Linked DNA regions of Mus musculus: region 1 is linked to region 2. A link is a contact called in public ChIA-PET data. All regions are on one chromosome and are shown on one strand. The core of a region is the stretch at or near the end of the contact, and the rest is flanking DNA. Distances in the headings are between cores, read along the strand shown. Region 1 has its middle 5.6 kb from the start of n-TPtgg8. Region 2 overlaps Gm15506 (predicted gene 15506).

The links. ChIA-PET counts read pairs in DNA pulled down with a chosen protein or histone mark.
Region 1: an RNA polymerase II ChIA-PET map of effector CD8 T cells shows a contact between it and region 2, with 9 read pairs. The contact joins two enhancer-like sites. A contact is called at or near these places in 1 of 39 promoter capture datasets (hippocampal neurons), 11 of 484 Hi-C or Micro-C datasets (CD4 T cells, CD8 T cells, embryonic stem cells and 6 more), 6 of 115 datasets of contacts at active chromatin or transcription factors (the SCID.adh cell line, bone marrow-derived macrophages, effector CD8 T cells and 3 more) and 2 of 9 other capture datasets (liver and pancreatic islet).

Annotation. Positions count from the first base shown.
Region 1 is chr7:98,807,818-98,811,745 of GRCm38.p6, forward strand. No RefSeq gene overlaps it. Among named protein-coding and RNA genes, the nearest start is that of n-TPtgg8, 5.6 kb to the right of the region's middle. Within about 2 kb of position 1,829, at least 35 of the 459 cell types and tissues checked have an H3K27ac peak or open chromatin away from gene starts, as enhancers often do. A contact at or near this core is called in CD8 T cells, bone marrow-derived macrophages, effector CD8 T cells and 2 more, where this site is marked.
Region 2 is chr7:98,692,286-98,696,128 of GRCm38.p6, forward strand. It overlaps Gm15506 (predicted gene 15506), which reads right to left. Exons shown (of 1, transcript NR_144495.1): 1 at 1-3,843. Among named protein-coding and RNA genes, the nearest start is that of Gm15506, 8.7 kb to the right of the region's middle. Within about 2 kb of position 1,981, at least 143 of the 459 cell types and tissues checked have an H3K27ac peak or open chromatin away from gene starts, as enhancers often do. A contact at or near this core is called in CD8 T cells, bone marrow-derived macrophages, effector CD8 T cells and 2 more, where this site is marked.

The DNA.
Region 1 (3,928 bases), core at 579-3,078, 120 kb after region 2:
GATGGAACACAGGCTTGACGGCAAGTGCCTTTGTCCACTGAGCCCGCATGTCAAGTGCAGAATAACTGCATTCGTGACAATGTGCAGTAACAGCTCCTCTTAGTCTCTGTCCTACTGCTGTGAAGAGACACCATGACCGAGGCAAATATTATACAGGAAAGCATTTAACTGGGGGATGGCTTACAGCTTTAGAAGTTAGTCCATCACCATCATGGTGGGGAGCACGGCAGCATGCAGGCAGACATGGTGCTGGGGCAGTAGCTGAGACCAGGCACGACAGCTGAGAGTAACATAAATTCCAACAGCCCAGCTCAAGGGGTTTCAGAGGGTAAGTGGCCTGGAGACCATACTTGTGACACTTTGGCAAAGAATGTGGCTACTTTTTACCCTTGCCAAAAAAAGGGGGGGTGGGTGAAACTGAAGAGTTTTGCCTTTAGGATGTCTCCTCACAATAAAACACTGACTAAGGCACGGTCTAAGGCTCCAGTTTCGGGCAGACCTGTGTCAGTCCTGGGCTTCCGTCAATAGCAGTATGATCCTCCCACCCAGGTCCCACTTGTCCATTTGGAAATGGGGCTGCTTCAGACAGCCAATGGGAAGGGTCAGTGAAGCAGTAGGGATAGGCAGGTCCTGAGGGGTTGGAGCCCAGTACGCGCCACTATTGTGGGCCTTGATCACCTCTGTGCTGTGTGTCCACGGGCGAGTCCTTGGCCCTCTACAGCCTTAGTCTCTAGCTTAGACGGAACTGTTTGGATGAAATGATCCTACGGCCTAGGAAATTTGCTGTCTGGCACTCACTGGTCTGCCCCATAGTAAGTGTTTCACTATAGCATCAGCCAGGGGCTTATGTTCCTACTTCTGAGAACTTATCTCCTATCAAAGTAGCCATAGCAACTATAGTTAACCATGTGTCCTGGCTATATGTGACTACTAAACCTGAGAGTTAAGTTGTCCGAGGGCTTTAAGCCTTGTGGGTCTTAGGCCCGTGGTGAGCAGTCATGAGGGACTGACTTTGGACAGGATGCTAACAAACTCAGCCAAGGATCTGGGACTTTATAAGGCAGAACAGGAGTGCACCATTCTCAGAGACTAAAACTAGACCCTCCGAGCATCCCTGTGGAGAGCTAGAAGATCTAGCTGTGCTGAGGAAGAACAGCTTGGAGAGGGGCTTGGCTACTGGGAAATGCTTGAGGCCCTCCATGCCAGCAGCCTGAAAAGTCCCACCTGAGTTCCAGCCCGGGCTACAGTGAGAGAGCTTGCCTTGAAAAGAAAATGGGGATGGGGAGGGGGTAAATAACTCATCAGTTGAAGGCACGCGTTGCTAAGTCTGGTGACCATGAGAGACTCACACGGCAGAAGGCAAGAACGAGCTCCCAAAAGTTGTCTTCTGACTGCCACAAGCCCAACATACACGCATACAACATTAAAAAGAATAATTAAAATAGAGAGAAAATCTATGGGAAATTGATTATCCGAGACAACATCAAAAATTATTATAGTCAGGTATCTCATTGTGTTAAATGGTCAAGTCATTGGGATGGGAAGTTGAGTTGACAGGGTAGTCGAGGTGAGCCTAGCCTCTCAGTCAGGGGAGCACCGGCCCCACCCCACCACAAGCACCTTCTCTGTGGCCAGTGTGAACCCAGCACTCTGCAACCCTGTGTGCAACATGTGACATGATTTGAGTGAAGTGTCCCTCCTTGGTCCCCAGTTAGTGACCCTGTTTGGGGAAGCTCAGGGGTGGCTACGCAGAGGAAGTACATCACTCTGAGTAGGAACTGAGTGTAAGGACTTTTGCCATTTCAAGTTCATGCTCTCTGCTTCCCGTTGGTGGTTTGAGATGTGAAACCCTGCCCTGCCCCTAGCACCTTTCAGCTCCAGCTGCCATGCCGGCCCACTCCATGCCTGCCCGCTGCCATGCTTCCTGCTGTGAGGGTGATGGACTCTTAGCCCCTCTAGAACTATCTGCTAAAGGAAACCTGTCCTTCTGTGAGTTGCTATGCTCACAGTGTTTTATCACAGCAACAGAAAGCAATACAGTGTCCCGGCGTGTTGGGATGTCTGTGGTTGTCACCTGCCTTGTGGGGTGGCTCTGTGGCTTCTACAAATGAACACCTGTCAGGGCCTGCCACTCGGGAAGGTCTCTAGAAGTATTCGAAGCCATCAGAAAGGAGGAGAGGTGATGGCCAAGGGCCAAGACTCCAGCCAGCTATCTGGCTCTTGACTGGTCCCTGCCTCCTCCATCAAAGCGCTAGGATGCTTTGCACTGTGGGCCACTCAGAGGTTTAACTCTATGGACCCAGGTCAGCCTCACTCCTTTCCCTCAGCGCTCTTCGGCCCTCATCATCACTACCATAGGACAGAACCCCCAAATTCACCAGCTTCCCACCCATCCTTCAGCCTTTCTCAGATCTGTCCCAGAAAGACTTCCTACTGATCATCCATGACCCAACGGCTCCTCCCTCTCCTTCTGCCCCTCCTCACTCAAGTCCTGGGGACTTTTGGCTTCTCTCCCTTTCCCTAGGAGACAAATTCAAATGGCTTCTTCTCCCCACTCTGCATGCTGCTGCCTCTGCTCATCCTAAAATCCAAAAGACACAATCCCTCCATTGTTCCACGCGCAGAAATCCTGTAAAGAAAGCTTTACAATGACCATCCCCCCTCCACACACCTATGGAACTACACCTTGGAGATTTGGTCTCTGGGAATTTTATAATTTGGAGTTTTATCCTTGGGATTTTGACATTTAGGATTGCATCGTTGGAGAAGATAGCACCAGCCAGTCTGCTGCCCCTCCCCGAGCTAAGCCTTATGTCCAGCTCTCCACTTTCTCTCTCTAGGTCCTTGGTGCCCAACATGCAGCTACTCTCAGTCTCTCTTCTGGATCCCTCCACACTCTTGGATCATCAGCTGGTTCTTCCGCCCAGAATGGCTACTCATGCCACCCATGGCTGCTCTTGCATCTCCTCCCCCCAAGCAGCACCAGCAGCCAGGCCAGCTGTCTTGTGGTTGTCTTGTCCAGTTTGGCTGGCGGGTGTGGCTGGAAACCTGGGACACCCAGACCCACACCCAACTCTCTTAGCCTTCATGGTCTGTGCTTCCTCATCCTGCATCCCTTGAAGGATGGGGTCTAGCCTCCACACCAAGAGAATTCCTGGCTCCTGAGGGTTTGCTTCTGTCCAGCCACCCCTCAGACTAGGAGGTGGAACTATAGCATGGGGTGGAGTGGGTGGTCTTCTCCAGGGTAGAGGGGCTGGAGCGCTTTCTTCTGATTTCCATGCCCGCAAACCCTCCAAGAGTTGAAGATGGAGTGCAGGAGATGCGTGTTCCAGCCACATGGAGACTCTCAGTCTAGGTTTCCTCTGAATAGTGAGGGGCTGGCCTTCTAGAGTTATCTAAGGGCTTCTGTGGGTTTTGTTTTTTATTTAGAATGTCACCTGAATTGGGAATACCAACCCTCCCACGAAGGCCAGATACAGGTTGCTATCCAGGAGCTGGGAAAAGCTGGGATGGTACAAGGAGGAGACTGTTGCCCACAGCTACACACACTGTATTGTGTCCCCAGCCTGCTGCCCAACAGCACCCATGACCTGGGCATACTCCATTGGCTAGCTGGTAGGCAGGGCTCTGTTTTTTCCAACAGGAAGACCAGGTCCCAAGGCCTGCCAGATTCATATACCTAGATGAAGCTAAGGTGGAGCCCAAGGCATTTCACAACTTCATGTCGGTGTTCAGGCCTGGTCCTGATGGGCTAGTCATGGGGTTCCAATCCTCTTGAGTGTCATGAGCTGCTCTTAAGGCAGCAGTCTGTTCTGGGCAACTGACTGAGCAGCCCGTGACATCCAGATGTCTCCCTGACACCCATGCCTGATGCCTGAATCCCACCAATAGAATCCTCACATTTGGTACAGTGTATGTTCCAGGCCCT
Region 2 (3,843 bases), core at 731-3,230:
AGTTTGAGGCCAACCTGAGAACAGGAGACTATGTCTCAAAAACCAAATAAAGCTGAGAATAGTGCAGACACCTTCAATCTCAGCACTGGGAGGCAGGGACAGGTGGATCTCTGTGTGTTCAAGGCCAGCCTGGTCTCCAGAGTGAGTTCCAGGACAGCCTGGAACTACACAGAGAAATCCTGTCTTGAAGCAAAACAAAAACAAAAGAAATACCAAAACAAGAACAAAATACTAAAAAAAAAAAAAAAAAAAAAAAAAAAAAAAATACCCAGTCCAGTCCATGGGAGTGTGAGGTCGTGGCCATCTTTTCCTTCACTTTTACATTTAGGACATATCATCTAGAACATATTTTGAGTGTCCTGTATGTGTTGAAGGGAGTAAGTAACAAAGACACACGGTAATCAAGGGGCTAATATGTCCTGTCACCGACACAGGATGTTCTGACCATTTTTCCACAGAGGAATTCAAGTGAGGATTATTAGAAGGCCTCCAATCTCCTCCCGGAAGGCAGAGAAGTGTGACATGATGGGGACCCCAGGGAGGAGACCAGGAGGACTTGATGCTAGAAAATGTTAATCTAGAACGTATCATCCGTCGCCTCCATCCTGTCCCCTGACTCATACTCTGCTCTCCACTCCGCCCTGTCTGGAGGCCCTAAGACATGGAACTCGTCATTTCCTGCCGGGGTAAATCACAGACTGACGTGTGATACTCGTTCTTAGTTTTTACCATACCCCAGGTATAGATGCTCACATCCATCAGGGTGGAGGGAGGCCTTTCCACAGGGTGGCGCTGGGAGGGGTGGGGTGGGGGGAGGGGCGCTTCCCACTCCGAGGCTTCCTGGCTCGGCTCCCAGGTGATTTTACAGCCTCTGGGTCTGAGTCTGCATCTTCTGGATGCGCCTCAGTTCGCTTGCTACAGCACTGACGTGTGACCGCTTAACTGTGGCCGTTTCCTGGCCCAGGGAGCCTGGGCTTTGGGGAGCCTGGGAAAGAGACAAGAAAGAGAGCTTTATATGAGGTAAGCCTCGACAGCAATAACGAAGGCCAAGGACCAACTTACATTTATACCGTGCTTAACCATTTACAAAGCTCCAGAGAACTCTAGTCATCTTTATGAGCCTGTGCGAAGGTCACCTCGTTTTACCAAAGAACAGCTCTCCCAGGCAGAGTTGATCCTTCCGCCCACACTGGGTAAAATTTCCATTATCATCCTTACTGCTGTGCAAGACACTTATTTGTGTATCCCATGCTTCCCTTGAGTCATCAGCTCCTTGGAGACAGATCACTTTTCCTGTCATAAAATGTGTATTTTTTCTAAAAAAGAACAAAAAGTAATTTTAGTGTTTATTATGCATAAATGTGTAATTATAAAAGTGATATTTATAGTTACAATAAAAATAGTATGTCTAGGGTCAGTTAGATGGCTCTGGTACAGAGGTGCTTGTCAGACCTGACAACATGTGTTTGGTCTCCAGGAATCATATGGTGAAGGAAGAGAACCTACTTTCATAAACTGTCTTCTGAACTTCACATGCATACTGTAGAATATATGTACACACACACACACACACACACAAAGAGAGAGACAGAGAGAGAGAGAGAGAGAGAGAGAGAGAAAATGTAATTTTAAAATAGTATGCAAGCCAGGTATGGTGGCACACACCTTTAATTCCAGAACTCAGAGGGGCAGAGGCAGGCAGATCTCTGTGAATTTGAGGCTAGCCTGGTCTACATTATGAGCTCCAGGACAGTCACAGTCAAAAGCCAATCTCCCGGAGCCGATCAGTGACCTCCAGGATCAGTGAGAGACCCTGTCTCAAAAACCAAGACAGTGATTGAGGGAGACATTGAACTCAGCATCCCAAATCCCTGTGGTAAGCTGGCAGGTCACTCTGCTCAGGAGCCTTCTAACTAGAGCAGAGAATTCACTCCACAGACTGCGCCCCAACACCACCCCATGTACTCTGATAATATCATCCCCCGTCCTCTCTCGGCTTCCTGTTTTTCTGTTTGAAACCTGTTACTATGGAAACATTGTGGCAAGCTATAGTGGGGTTTCTAAGTGAAGTGTTAAGAATTTTTAGAACCTGCAGAAATACAATGTTGGTGTTTAGGGAATAAGAGCTCAAATTATGTGACTTATTCATGACTTCACATACTGTGTCATAAATACTAACATGGAAATATGAGCCAGCACTGAAGAGATAAGTGGTACTTTATAAAATTTATGTACCCAGGTTTTAAATTTTTCATGGGCGTGTCCATGAGAAATGTTAAAACCACAAAAATGCAACACACAACTTGGGAAGACCTATGGAAAAGGCAGATGACAGAATGCCAGCATGTCCTCATAAATTCACATCTGTGAAAGGACTGGGGACCTGGACAGCCAGGGGATGTGGGAAACATCTGTACGATGTTCTGGGTGATGACCATATTCCTTAAAAACTGTCTACGATCATTCTTATTAGACATTCAATGCAGGGTACCGTAACAAACATTTCAGTAAGAGAATTATTACCAAGGGCACAATAGGAAAAACAAAACAGAACAAAGCAAAAATCACTTCCCTGGCTTGGCTTGAGTTGGCTAAGTTTGGGCTCCTTTATCATCCTAGCTCTGCCATCAAGCAGGTGTGTGACTCAAGAAGTTGTCCAATCTCCCCGGGCCTATTGCTCATCTAATCTGGGCTTTAATTCTGAAGTTACTTATTAGGTTATTTTATTACTTATTAGGTTCTTTTAGCCCCATGTGTGTGTAGAGGCATGCTTATGCTATGGCCCACACATAGAGTCAGAGGATACATCGTGGGAGTTGGATCTTTATTTCCATCGTGGGAGTGTCCCTGGATCCAGGGACTGAACTCAGGTCATCAGGCTTGGCTTTACCTGATGAGCCGTCTCATCAGCACCTCTTTCTTTAAGTGAGGCCTATGTCTAGTTTCTTCCAGGAGGTAATATTTCAAACCAGTTCCTTGTGGCCAAGGCTTGGGGGCTGCACTACTTAAGAGGAACTAGTAATGGCACGAGCTTAACAATTATCATTTCACTGTGCACTCTGCCTTCTCACATCCATTTTCTTATTTATACAGTTACTTTAAATGTAGCAATTCCAACTTTCTATTTTTTGTATTATAAAAATTGGGTACTGATAATTTTATTCTGGGAAAGATTAGTCTGCTAAGGCAAGAACCACAGTGGGTATACCTTCCAGAGTTGGTCATTTTCCTTCATCCCACAATGTTAGTCAGTAGCCAAGGGCAAGGGCTATGTCTGTGTCTACAGGCCAATCCCAAAGAGATTCAGTAAGTGGCTCTTTGTTAGACAATTGGGAGGGAGGAAGCTGAGGCAGATATGGGGCTGAGGAAGGCCTCCAGTGCCAGGGGCAAACTTCTGTCTGTTTCTGTATTTCTCAACTTTCTAAATCTCAACAAGCAAAAATATCAACAAAGCACATGTTAAAATCTTTTTTTCCTGGCTTTTTGTCACCCTTGTTTCCCATAACAACACTGTAGTCAATTCTTCTAGCATTTTAAGTACTGCTTGCTTCTCCAGTGTCTAGAGTGTGGTTTTTCTTAAAAAGGACAACTATTAAAATGATTGTACAGGTAGTGCTTAGAGGACAACAACACTGAGTTTGTGGACCTAACACCTGCCATCTAGCTCCATATAAAGACTCTTAACAACTAGCTCCAAAAAAGGTCACCTTTAGGGACTTGGGTCCCACCTGGATTAATCTGTCACTCTAGAAGTACAGTCAGAATCACACGACGTGTAAGAATTTGTCTTGATAAAAGTGGCTTAGGTAGTAACTAGTCAGAGACTGAATGCTGTAATGAATG